Regions from separate parts of the Mus musculus genome. Here region 1 is linked to region 2. Evidence: chromatin contacts called from public HiChIP or PLAC-seq data. All regions are on one chromosome and are shown on one strand. The core of a region is the stretch at or near the end of the contact, and the rest is flanking DNA. Distances in the headings are between cores, read along the strand shown. Region 1 holds the start of Tekt5 (tektin 5). Region 2 holds the start of Usp7 (ubiquitin specific peptidase 7).

The links. HiChIP or PLAC-seq counts read pairs in DNA pulled down with a chosen protein or histone mark.
Region 1: an H3K4me3 HiChIP or PLAC-seq map of embryonic forebrain shows a contact between it and region 2, with 8 times the contacts expected there. The contact joins the promoter of Tekt5 here to the promoter of Usp7 in region 2. A contact is called at or near these places in 2 of 39 promoter capture datasets (frontonasal cranial neural crest and pre-B cells) and 3 of 115 datasets of contacts at active chromatin or transcription factors (astrocytes, embryonic forebrain and large pre-B cells).

Annotation. Positions count from the first base shown.
Region 1 is chr16:10,392,955-10,399,390 of GRCm38.p6, forward strand. It overlaps Tekt5 (tektin 5), which reads right to left and starts at 2,501. Exons shown (of 7, transcript NM_001291001.2): 1 at 1,899-2,501. The coding sequence starts at 2,465.
Region 2 is chr16:8,736,895-8,743,518 of GRCm38.p6, forward strand. Usp7 (ubiquitin specific peptidase 7) reads right to left here and starts at 1,448. Exons shown (of 31, transcript NM_001003918.2): 1 at 1,310-1,448. The coding sequence starts at 1,391.

The DNA.
Region 1 (6,436 bases), core at 1,251-3,750, 1.7 Mb after region 2:
ATCACAATGTCTCTCCACAGCAACAGAACATTGACTAACTAAGACAACCAAGGACCTTACATAGGCGTGTGTCTTAGAGTTTCCATTGCTATGAAGAGACATGACTACGGCTACTTTTATAAAGGAAAACATTTAATTGGGGCTGGCTTACAGTTTCAGAGGTCAGTCCATTAACAGTATGGCAGCATCCAGGCAGACATGGTACTAAGAGTTCTACATCTTCATTAAAAAAAAAAAAAAAAAGCCAGGAGCAGACTGTCTTCCAGGTAGCTAGGAGGAGCGTCTCAAAGCCCACCTCCACAGTGACACGCTTTCTCCAACAAGGCCACACCTCCTAATAGTGCCACTCCCTGGGCCAAGCACATTCAAACCACCACAATGTGTATGTGCAAGTGCACATACATATTTGAGTGCTGGGTACCACACTCCACTTTAGACTGGGTGTGTGTCCAAAAGCATTGGCTAGACAGCAATCAGTACATAGGTCAATAAGGATGCAAACAGACATCAGGGCAAACAGCAGGCAGGGACCACTCTTGAACATGTCAGTTAGAAGACAGGTTCTTTGTCCCAGTGGAGCCTAATCCCAGTGTACATAGAAGACTCAACCATAGAGACTGGGGAGACAGCGTAGTCACGAGGTTGCTATGCAAGCCAGAGGAGCTGAGTTCCAATCAGCCAGGCCCAGAAGCACATACTATAATCTCAGTTCTGGGAAGACAAAGATAAGGATACCCAGAGGACAGTAAGTGAGCTACTAGTTTAGTGAGAGACTCTGCCTCAGAGAATAAGCTGGAGAGTAATTGAAGAAGACACATGAAGTCCACCTCTCGTCTCCATGTGTTGTACACAAATAGACCCACAAAGTCAATTGTGGTATCTGTTAGAAGATGTTATCTCCAATGTCCTAATGACCACAGCATGTGTGTACACACTTGCATAAGCAGGTACACAGTATCTTGATGGAACCCTTATGTGATGACTGTTATTAGCTGTCAACTTGATTGGCTCTGAGGTCAACTGAGAGGCTCTGGGAAGGTGTATGGGAAAACTCCCTAAGAAGGGGAACCTTCCCCCACACCCACAGTGGGCAGCAGCTACACATGAAAAGGGTTTTTGAGAAAACCAGTGCAGCTTTTGCCTGCCTGCCTTCATTCCTTTCCAGTGAGACCACCTACCCTATTGCAGCTGCTCCTCCCCTTCAGAAATCAGCCTGCCAACATGGACTGAAGGCCTGCAACTCTTTAGGACCCGCCCCCCTGGGCCTCCACCACCACACTGGGACGCTGAGGCACCCAGACAATTGCACTGAGCAGCTACAGGGTTCTCAGCCCCTTCAGACGGCCATGTGTCACTACTCAGTATGAATTGTGTAGACCAATCCAGTAAATCCCCCTGTGGTCTGTATTTGTTTTAGAGAACCCTGACCAGCACACCTAAGGAGGAAATTGATCCAATCTGAAAACTCGCATCTGATTGAGGCTATTCTGAGTTGACTGAGATTGTAATTATTATTTAATTTATTTATTTTTGTTATGTGTGTATGAGTATTTTGCTTGCTTCCATGTCTATATAAGCATATATATATATATATATATATATATATATATATATATATATATATATACAAGCATGCAGTGCCCTAGGAGGCTAGAAGATTGTTTCCGAACCCGTGAAATTAGAGTGAAATTAGTGTCAGCTGCTGCCATGTGGGTGCTAGGAACCCGAACCCAGGTCCTCTGCAAGAACAACTGCTCTTAGCCCTGAGCTATTTCTCCACTCTTTTTCACCTTAAAAATCTGACCGTGAACGACAACGCAATTCAACCCATCTGCAAGATGCCTGCCACCTTGACTCAGTAACAGCAGGTGCAGTGGTGTCTCCCTTCCCCCACTCACCTGCAAGGGACAGTTCACCTCCTCAGCAGCGCACTCCAAGCGCCTCTTGAGGGTGTCCATGCTGCTGTTCTCCGTCAGAAGCCTGTCCAGCTCATAGCACAACTCGGACTTCCAGAAACCGAGGTCGGATAGCCTCTGGCCCAAGTTCCGGGAGGTTCCCTCCTGCATCTGGTGTATCAGCTGGTCCTTATCCTGCATGATCCGCAGCGAGTCGCCTGTCAGCCGGCTGGCCCAGAGCCGCGAGGCCTCTGCATTCCTGATCTGCAGATCATTGGAGCGGTCCCAGTCCCTTGGGGTGTAGCGACAGAAGAGCGCGGAGCGGAGCGAGGGCAGGATGGTGGGCGGCCGCCGGATGCCTGAGCATTCCTCGGGGATTGTCTGGGAGGTGGCGATCTTGTGGAAGACGCTGGGTCTCCACGCGTTCAGGTAGCGGTATCCGGGCAGGTGAAAGGGTTGGTAGCACTCCTGTACCACAGGTTCCTGCCCAGCAGGGGGCAGCGCCTGCAAGCCACAGCCTTTCTTGGGGCCACAGAAACTCGCTGTCTGAGTGGTTCCAAGAAATTCCATCTTTCCCCATCAGCCCCACCGGGGAAAACTTTACCCAAGGGGCCAGGGCATCCCAAGAGCTAGGAGCCGCGGGGCCTCTGTGACTTAGTGCTGGTGTCATAAAGCATGGGTTAGGGTCTTTGTGCCAGGTCCTGGTTCTCCAGGTGGTTGAAGCCCCTATGATCTAAATAAAATGCAGTCAACAAAGAGAAGTGTGTTTAGGGCCTGAAGAGATGGTTTTGGTGGCTAGGAGCATATAGTGCCCAACCGAAGGAGCTAAGTTCCTAGCAACCACATCACAACCGCCTGTAATTCTGGCTCAAGGAGATCTAATTCCTCCACAGGAGCCCATGCACACAGATAAACACAAATACACAAAATCAAAAGAAAAGAAGGCTTCTTTTGGAGACAGGGTTTCTCTGCATAGTCCTGGATGGAGCTTGCTTTGTAGATCAGGCTGGCCTCAAATTCTCAGAAATCCTCTGGCTCCACCTTCTGAGTACTGGGATTGAAGGCTTGCACCACCACTCCCAGTGGCTTTTTTTTTTTTTTTTTTTTGAGTGGAATTTTTCAATCCCACTGGTTTGGGGTCGAAAGAAACGGCAGATGTCTGTCATTCTGGAACAACAAAATCTGCCTTTCCAGAGCTTGATCAGTCTGGGTATCGAAGCAAATCTAATATGGTCCACACCTCTCACCCTGTGGGATCAGCTGGGCCAACATTAGCTGTCTTTGTTTCTTTATTCCCAAGATAATATCCAGAAGGTTCGATCATGCCTGCAGGAGTCAGGATGGAGTCAGGAAGGTGGGGACTAGAAGACCATCCTCAGCTATCTGTGTTTTTGTTTTGTTTTGCTTTGAGACACGGCTCCAGGTACCCAAGCTGACCTCAGACTTGATATGTGGCTGAGAAGAGCCTTGAACTTCTGATTCTCCTTCTCGACTCTCCTAAATGATGAGATTACAGGCCTCTGCCGCTGGCTGCACTGTTTGTGCTGAAGTTTGAAGCCCAGGGCTTCCGCAATGCTAGGCAAGCATTCTATCAACTATATCCCAAGGCTCATGAGTTTGGGGATATCATAGGCTACATGTGACTGAGTCAAAACATCAAATATTTTAAAATGGCCCATACATTGCACAGAGTTGTGCTCAGCAGTAGTGTTCACGCCAGCAGGAAGAGTGTGGTCGGACTGGATCGAGCATGAGCAGTTAGATCACGAAGCCTAAATGTGGAGTGGTTGCAATGGAGAACCACAACACTCTAGGCAGGTAAAATGGGGCCACAAAGACAAGAAAGTTTTACAACCTGCAGTTTTGAGAATGCAAAACTGGCCTCCTCATCAGTCTTCCTGGAACAACAAATGGGAGGAGGGGAGAAGCTGGAAATGGAATGGGTAACTGAAGTGCTCTGTGTGCTGGCTTGAGTAGGCTTGGTCCCCAGAGACTCAGGTGTGGCCCACAGGGAGTGACACTATTAGCAGATGTGTCTTTGTTAGGATAGGTGTGGCCTTGGTGGAGGAAGTGTGTCAGTGTGGGAGTGGGTTTTGAGGGCTCCTAGTGCTCAAGCTCTGCCCAGAGAAGGAGACAGTCTCTCCTGGTTGCCTTCAGATCAAGCTCTGCCCCGTGAGGAGGAGACAGTCTCTCCTGGTCGCCTTCAGATCAAGATTCTCCTTTTCCAGCACGAGGTCGGCCTGCACACTGACATGTTTCCTACCATGACGACAATGAACTGGACCTCTGAAGCTCTAAGCCAGCCCCCATTAAATGTTGTCCCAGGAGTTGCCTTGGTCGTGGTGTCTCTTCACCGCAATGGAAACCCAAACTATGATACTCTGTATCTTTGATTGTAGAGGAGATTGACCAGCTATTCATATTTGTCAACCCCCATAGAACACTTTAGTAAAACTGAATGAATCAGGGCCAATGAGATGGCTCAATGGATAGACACTTGCCACTAAACTCGATGACCCAAGTTCAGTTCCCAGGACCCATGTGACAGAAAGAGGGAAATAACTTCTGCCAGCTGTTCTCTGATGTCTGCACAAGTTTTGTGGCACATGTATGCACCCCCTACACACACACAACACACACACACACACACACACAAATTATATATATATATATGCATATATGCTTTAGTTAGGGTTTTACTGCTGTGAACAGACACCATGACCAAGACAACTCTTATAAGGAAAACATTTAATTGGGGCTCTCTTACAGGTTCAGAGGTTCAGTCCATTATCATCAAGGTGGAAACATGGCAGCATCCAGGCAGGCAAGGTTCAGGCAGAGCTGAGAGTTCTCCATCTTCATCTGAAGGCTGCTAGCAGAGTACTCGCTTCTAGGCAGCTAGGATGAGGGTCTTTAAAGCCCACACCCACAGTGACACACCTACTCCAACAGGGCCACACCTTCTAATAGTGCCACTCCCTGGGCCAAGCATATACAAACAATCACAATGTGTGTGTAATTTTAAATTTTTAAGTAAATTGTTCATAAATTATACTTCATTGTGCTTGAATTTTAAAATATAGAGGGAAGACTTTGAGCTCCAGGAAGCTGACACCACACTTGTTTTTCTTTATAATTAAACCTCCAGCACCGTGTACAATATCAAACATCTAGAATGAGAGCCTTACCTCTCTGGGATGTGTTTCATCCTATTCTATGACAATTTTGTTGCACTGAGAAACTCCCTCCACCCTTAATCACTGAGAGTAACAACAACACAGTGCTGACTGGGAAGAGTACTGCTGTGTCGGTCCTTACCCTCTCTGGGAATGGGAAAGAGAAACCTGGCTTTCTGTGGCTCTGGTTCACAGGTGTATCAGTTCGTTTCCAAAATACCTGAGGCTGTTAATGGATCAGCAAAAGGTTCATTTTGGCTCATAATTCTGTCACTTACAGTCTGTAATTAAGTAGCCCCTGCTTTGGGTTCCTGACAAACTGTGCCCTGAGAAGGCCACACATCATGGCCAGAATGCGGTAGAGGAATAGTACTATACCATGAGCAGAGAATCAAAGAGAGGAAAGAGGAGGCAGGAGCTGTAACCTTCTTCTTCAACTACAGCCCCTCCCCCATCACTAAATACCTTTCCTTAGGCTCTACCATCTTTAGCAGTGTCACCCTTGGGACCAAGCCTTCATCATAGGCTTTCAGGGACATTCAACGTTTGAGGCTTAATGGTGATTTTCTTCTCAGTTCCCTATAAGGAGTGCAGATGAGCAGCCAGAATGTAGAGAAATGGCATTTATTAGCCACATGGGGTGGACTGCTGTGTTACATATTCCAATATGTCCTTTCCATGGGGTGGGGTAAGAAAAGCAGTAGGCTCTGGTCTGCAGACTTACACCACGGTATCTCCTCAGTGTGATGTCACTCATGAGAGGTATCTCGAAACAGATGCCCTGCAAAGACTCTGTACACTTACTTGGGCATTGAGCGACAGCAGGCCTCAGAGGACATTAGGGGCACAGAGACAGCAGAGACACATGGTGGCCCTGGCAGAGCAGCTGGGGCAGATCCCAGAGGTGTGGCTGATGACCCATCCAGAGGGTGGAACTGTCTGTCGCCCTGGGCTGCAACGGTTAGTTAATATTGATGTGGAGGTATTTCCAAGGACCTGGGCAGAGTGGGGAATGACGGAGCAATGGTTGAAGCTCAGTCTTGGTGAACCTTTCCTAGAAGCACCTAGTAGGTAATATGAAGTCAAAGCAGAAAGGGAAGGTTGGCAGCCACCCACAGCTGACAAGGACATAGGCGAGGTTGCCACGGCTGTCTGCTGTGTGCTAGAGGGTGGAAACATTCACACACCGAGAACACAGTTTGTTGTTGTTTTCAAAATCCAAAAGGAAGGAATAGGAAATTCTCTACCCACTAAGCTCCTTTTGATTCCATTGCCTGATTACTTTGATGATAGACCGGGGTGCAGCGCCACCTGCTGGCTGATTCTAGGATTGACCCATATGCATGTGTTTGTGGATGCTGACAG
Region 2 (6,624 bases), core at 198-2,697:
AGACGTGCATGAAATTATAGCATAAAAGGAGTACACTAATCTCCCAAAGGTGAGTTCCATCAGCTATTTGGTTTAATCGCACTTGCCAGACACTCTGAAATTACTGATTTGCTGAGGCCAAGAGAAACAGCCTAGTCCTTGGCATGAACTTCAGCTTCCCCCTTCCCCCGGCCCCCTAGGGCCTTTTTCCCTCTGCTGCATGGTCAGACAATTGTTTGATTCCCACTGATCACCATCAAGTTATTCACAGGGGGGGTCAAGAGTCAGTATTCCTAGCCTAGAGCATGCTACATCATACACAACAAATACAGTTTTACCCCAACTTCCTAGGAACCTTCATTCATTTATGAAAGCCACTATCACTTGCTGAACGGTCCATTCATTGCCCCTCACTGGGATTCCTGCCTGTCTGACCCCTTTAGGGCAGGTAACCGCGCATACTGCCTTCACTTAAAGTACCAAGTCAAAAGAAAAGAAAATGACCAACCCAGCATGAGATCCCGAAGCCAGAGTCCCTCCACTGCGCTTTCACAGCAAACCTTGATAGCGAAGCTCTACAAACAGTATAAAATCCAGTACCAAGATAAATTCCTGCGGCTCCGGTAGAAAACATAGTTACCTCCAGAACTTAATCTGCTTCTGCAGTAGGCCAGCCATGTGCGGCGGAACTCCATAGTTTCAAGCACACTTTTTAGCCGGACGTGGACGGCACCACCTACAGCCAGGTACCCAAACTCCTCCACAAGCCCAGGTAACTTATAAACTAGGCGAACCTGAGTACTTTCCCAGCAAGTCCAAAGGCTGAGGGCAGCTGCGCGCCTTGCAGGTGTCTCCGCAATTAAGCGCGACGCCCGGCAGAGCGCTCGGAAGTTATTGGGGGGAGGCTCTCCGGGGGCGCGTTCAGAAGCAGGTGCAGGGGAACCTGCGCACCCGCTCCCATACCCACCCCAAGAGCTCAGGGGCCGGGGAGCAGGCCCAACCAGCCTGGCCAGAGCCACACACCCCGGAAAGAGGACGGTCCCCGGGGCCCGCCTCCCAACCTGGGTACCCGGAGCCAACACACCTCGATCCTAATTTACGACTCCGGCGCTTTGTGCCCAGCAGCCCGTGCGCTGCACAATGCGTGAACTCGGGGGTCCGGGGCCACCCCCCGCCGGGCCGCATGACTGTGCAGCCCCGGCCCGGCAAAAGCGCCGGGCCGAGCGGGGCCGAGCGGCAGCCCGGCCTGGTTAAAGATGGCGAGGCCCTCGCGTGGCTCCCGCGGCCGCCCGGACCACAATGAAAGCGCCGGCCCCGCTGCGGGCCTCACCTTCCATCTCCATGTCCTCGGGCTCGCTCAGCTGCTGCTCGCCCGCTTTCTGCTGCTGCTGCTGCTGCTGTTGGTGGTTCATGTCGGCCGCGGCCTGGGCCTCGCCTGCGGCCGGAGGCCCGGGCTGCGGGCCCGGCGGGCGGGCGGCTGCTAGCAGAGGCGGCGGCGGCGGCGGCGGCGGGGCGGCCTCCTCCTCTTCCTACCCGCGCGTCGTCGGCGGCGGCGGCCCCGGGGCGGCCCGCGGCGGGCGGCGGCGGCGGCGGCGGCGGCAGGGAGACGCGCACGTACTTGCTCGCGATTCGCCCAATCTCGGCGCCGAGGCGGGCGGGCGGCGGCGGGCCGAGCCGGGCGGCCTCCTCGCTCGCTGCGGCCGCCGCTGCCGCCGCCGCCGCCGCCGCCGCAGGGCCCGCCTCCCGCCGCCGGGGCCGGGGCTGCGGGGCCGCGGGCCGGCCGGGGGCGGAGGGCGGCCGGGCGGGGGCCGCGTAGTCAGCCCCGCCTCGGACCGGGCGCGGAAGGCTGGAGGCCGGGCGGGCCGCGGCGAGCCTGCGGGCCCGGGTGTGGGCTGCGGCGGCGACCGCTGAGGCTGCGCGGGCGGGTGACCGGCTGGCCGCGCTCGGGGCGCTGAGGCCTCCGCCTCCTCGGCGTCGTCGTCGGGGCTCCGGCAGCGGACGCGGCGCCCGGCGGCTCGGCTCGGCTCAGCTCGCTCTCAAAATGGCGGCGGCGTGAAATGTCACATCCGCATGGGGGGCGAGAGCGGAGCGAACGAGACGAGGGCGGGCGGCGGGCGGAGCGGGAGGCGGAGCGGGAGGCGGAGCAGGGAGCGGCCCGCCCGCCGCCACCGAGGAGCACCCACCCCGCGCGCCGGCCGCCCGCCCGCCAGCCCTGCTGGAGCGGGGCGCCGGGGTCTCCTCTGTGAGGCAGCGGAGCGCAGCCCAGGGCCGCGGGGCTCCGGCTGAGGGTAGGGGTGCTCGCGGGAACTGGGCTGGACAAGGAGCCCAAGGCGCGGCGCCGTTTTACGGCCCGTAACCGGCCCCGGGATTCTCACCCGGGCAAATACGTGGGAAACTTAACTCTTTTGCACCCTAGATCCAATAAGGCAAAGTGTAGTCCTTCGGCTCTCACCTATCCCAGCATTCATTTATTTCCTCTCTAGGAGATCAGGTTGGCCACGATCGTCCACTGGGAAAGAGTCTCTCGGGTAGTCCAAGCTGGCCTGGAACTTTTCATGGTGCTTGATGGACACCTGATCCTCCTGCGTCTACCTTTCTAAGTTTTAGGAGTCAAATTTTTTTAAAAGCGAACTTTTCAATACAAGAAATTTGAAGAGGGAAAATCTGATTGATTTAAGGCCTAAGCGCCAACTGACTTGGGGGGGGGGGGGTAGCACATGCCTTTTTAATCCCAGAATTTGGGAGGCGGAGGCAGAGGCTGAGGCAGTAGGATCTCTTCGAATTGGAGGCATGGCCAAGCCAACCAGGACTCAAACAAATCAACAACAAAACAAGAACATCTTGGCCTGAACGCTTCCCATCAAGGAACTTCCTCCTACCAGGTCCCAAAGGCACCTGATTCACCAGAAACCTGCCCCTTCCTCCTTCCCAAGGTCACCCAGAGTTGGGTGCAGGGGGTTGGGATAGTCGTACTGCAAATACTATTGAACAACTTGCTTTCACAAAAAATTAATTAGTAATAATAAAAAAAGAGCCTTTTCTAGCACTTCATGACTTGCAAGGAAAATAACCAGCTAGTCCAGGAAAAAAAAAATGCAACAATTTGCTATCTTGCCTTAGGACACCAGTCAACCCAACTTCCCTTGCTGAAGTTCAAAACCTAAACAGAGGCCAGCAAAATGGCAGAGTGGGCAAAGGTGCTGTCACCAAGTCCTATGACCTGAATTCCAGCAAGTTGGCCTCTGGTTTCCACTGTGCATGCTGCAAAAGCGCACACACTCAAATAAATATATGTACATGTAATTTTTTTTTTTTTACTTAAAGGGGGAAAAAACCCAAAGTGGATAAAGGAGAGATGGTTCTGTATCTTTTATCTAATGTGCCTGGAACCAGAAGTGTTTCACATCTCAGTCTGGGGAATTTTTGACTGTACATAAAAGGAGGTATCTTTGATAACAGAACCCAAATCAAGGTAAAATCCATATATTTCTGAGATACCTTATACATAATCTTATACAGAATTTTGTATTTGACTGCAACCCCGTACAAGGTCAGGTATAAAATTTTCCACTCTACTTGGGGCCAGCAAAAGGCTCAGCAGGTAAAGGCTGTTGCCACCACGCCTGACCAGTGAGATCCTTGAGCCCCACATGGTAGAAGAGAACTGATTCAATAGTCCTCTGACTTCCACTCATGCTCACGTGCCATCGCACATATGGTGGGGTGCCAATTCATGAGCACACACACAATCAAGTTCCATTTCCAGCATCATATTGGTATTCAAAAGTTTCAGATTTCAGAACATTTTAGATTTAGGAGTCTCTGACTAGAGCTATTTAACTTGAATATACACATAGTGAAATACTACATAGCAGTGAAAAAGAGTAAGATCCCGCCAGGCGTGGTGGCGCAAGCCTTTAATCCCAGCACTCAGGAGGCAGAAGCAGGCAGAGTCTGCTGGTCTGGTCTACAGAGTGAGTTCCAGGACAGCCAGGGCTACACAGAGAAACCCTGTCTCGAAAAAAAAACAAACAAAGAGTAAGATCCCACTATGTGTTACTTATAAAAGGGATGAATCATACTTTAAGAAAACAGCCCAAAGGCTACAAATACTTCCACCTCCATCAAGGTCCTTAGCAGGCAAAGCAATTTCAAGAAAAAGAGAAAAATAGATTGAACCTTGGCAGCTAGAGACTGGCATGTTGGGGCTTGGGGATTGAATGCTGTCTCTCTGTAAAGTTTTCAAGGAAAGACAGAGACAATAGACAGCAGAGGATAGCCTTGGAGTGTAATGAAAACACTCTCAAACAAGATCAGGGTCATAGGCTAGTCTACAGCAGAAGTGACTTCACTGTATACTTTAAATATCTATTTTATTATGTGTACATGTGTGCATGTACATGCCCACCCGTGAAGGCCAGGAGAGGGCATCAGAACCTGTGCAGCTAGAGTTACAGGCCAATGTGAGCTGGCCAATGAGGGAGTTGGGGACTGAACTCATATCCTCTGTAAGAGCAGCAACTGCTCAGAACCACCAAGCCCTAACTATACATTCTAGTCATGCTTTTTAACTGCTCCAAGACTATGATTTAACACTTTAAGAGCCCTTTGGCTTGTTAGTCTCTAGAAGTCACTGCTTTCTTTCTTTTGTATGTAGTGTCTCTGGGTTTATATGTATGTCCACATGAGTGTGGGTGTGGCTTACCAGTGGAGCTGTTCTAGAGAGCAAGCCTGCCTAGCCAGCTTGCTCTGGGGCTCCCCTTCTGCTCCTCCTGCGCTGAGGTTACAGGTCAACTGTGGACCATAAATGGGCAAATTGTATGGCACATACATCAACAAGCCTACTGAGCTTCCACGTATAAACATCCCAGGAGGACCATTTTCTTAACCCAGAAAACCCAACAGGATTATGCAAATCCAGAGGGTCAAATCCCTTAGTTCACTTCAAGAACACCCAGGAAACTGCCCAAGCCATCAAGGGAACTGCATATCTGAAATACCACCAAGTATCTGAGCAGTGTAAAGAAGCCATGAGGAAGGAAACCCGATCTGTGCTACAATGGAGGAGTTGGCAGAAGCACCCAGGCACACAGTGGGGCTGTGCTGAGGCTCGGTGACCATGCCTAAAAATGCAGGTGGCGGCATTTGGGTGCGGATTCTCTAGTCATTGAGCACATCCATGTGAAGGATGGAGCTGATATAGCTCATGGCCTGGCTGGCCCATATATGAGCCCTGCTGCCAGGCTGATGTGATCCTCGCTAAAAAGGAGCAGACTGTTCCAAAGCCAGAATAAAATAAATGCAAATAAAAAGGAAAAGACAAACAAACAGAAAGCCTACCTTGGTACCCAATTGGCATCTAGCTAGAAGTAACAATTAGTTCATTAAGAATCTGAGTGATGGGCTGGTGAGATGGCTCAGCAGTTAGGAGCACCGACTGCTCTTCCAAAGGTCCTGAGTTCAAATCCCAGCAACCACATGGTGGCTCACAACCATCTGTAATGAGATCTGATGCCCTCTTCTGGAGTGTCTGAAGACAGCTACAGTGTACTTACATATAATAAATAAATAAATAAATAAATAAATAAATATTAGAAAACATACCTTAAAAAAAAAAAGAATCTGAGTGACGGGGCTTGAGAGATGGTTCAGGGGTTAAGAGCTCTGACTGTTCTTCCAAAGGTCCTGAGTTCAAATCCCAGCAACCACATGATGGTTCACAACCATCTGTAATGGGATCCAGTGTGTCATCTGGTGTGTCTGAAGACAGCTAAGTATACTCATATAAATAAATAAATCTTAAAGAAAAAAAAAAGAATCTGAGTAAAAATGTCCCAGCAAGAGCAAGATGGCTCACGTATAAAGGCACTTGCTGCTGGCTTCACTCCCATCCCTACAACCCACACGGTAAAGGGACAGAACCAACTCCCCCAGGTTAGCCTCTGACCTCCACTGGCCTACCAGGTCACCCCGACTCCGCCCTCCACACGTATGCACAAAAATAACTAGGGACTCTTAAAATGAAGATACACCAGAGGTGTCTGTGCAGACAGCTGGGAAGCTGTGGGTCTGGAAGGCACACATGGTCCACAGACACAAGCCCGAGGCACTAGTGAAGAAGAGTCAGAGACCCTCTCTTGCCCCTCACCCCCCAACCTGGTCACTTCCTGCATTACTTTTCATGTTATGTATATGAGTCCACTGTCACTGTCTTCAGACACAGCAGCAGAGGCATTGGACCCCATTACAGATGGTCGTGAGCCTCCACATGGGTGCTGGGACTGAACTTCTTTGCACTGTATGGTATTATTATACAACAGAACTGGGAAGGGGGAATCTAAACTCCAATACTATTGCTAGTTCTGTGATTAACTTGTATTACATAGCAGGGCTAGGGTGCAGCGCTATAGTAGAGCACTTGCTTAGCATGGGGCAGGTTCTGGGTTCCATCCCTAGAAGTGCAAATAAAAAGTACATATGAAGAAGGATTTGGGGGATTAAAGTTAGTAAGTTGCTCAAAGAAGCTTTTCTCAGCAGTAGACAGGCGGTAAGTGCAGAAATCTATGAGAAAACAGAAGACTTCCAGAGCTCATCTCTAAAGGCACACAGCCCTTCCCTAAGGTTCAAAGGCATCACTGAAGAGGA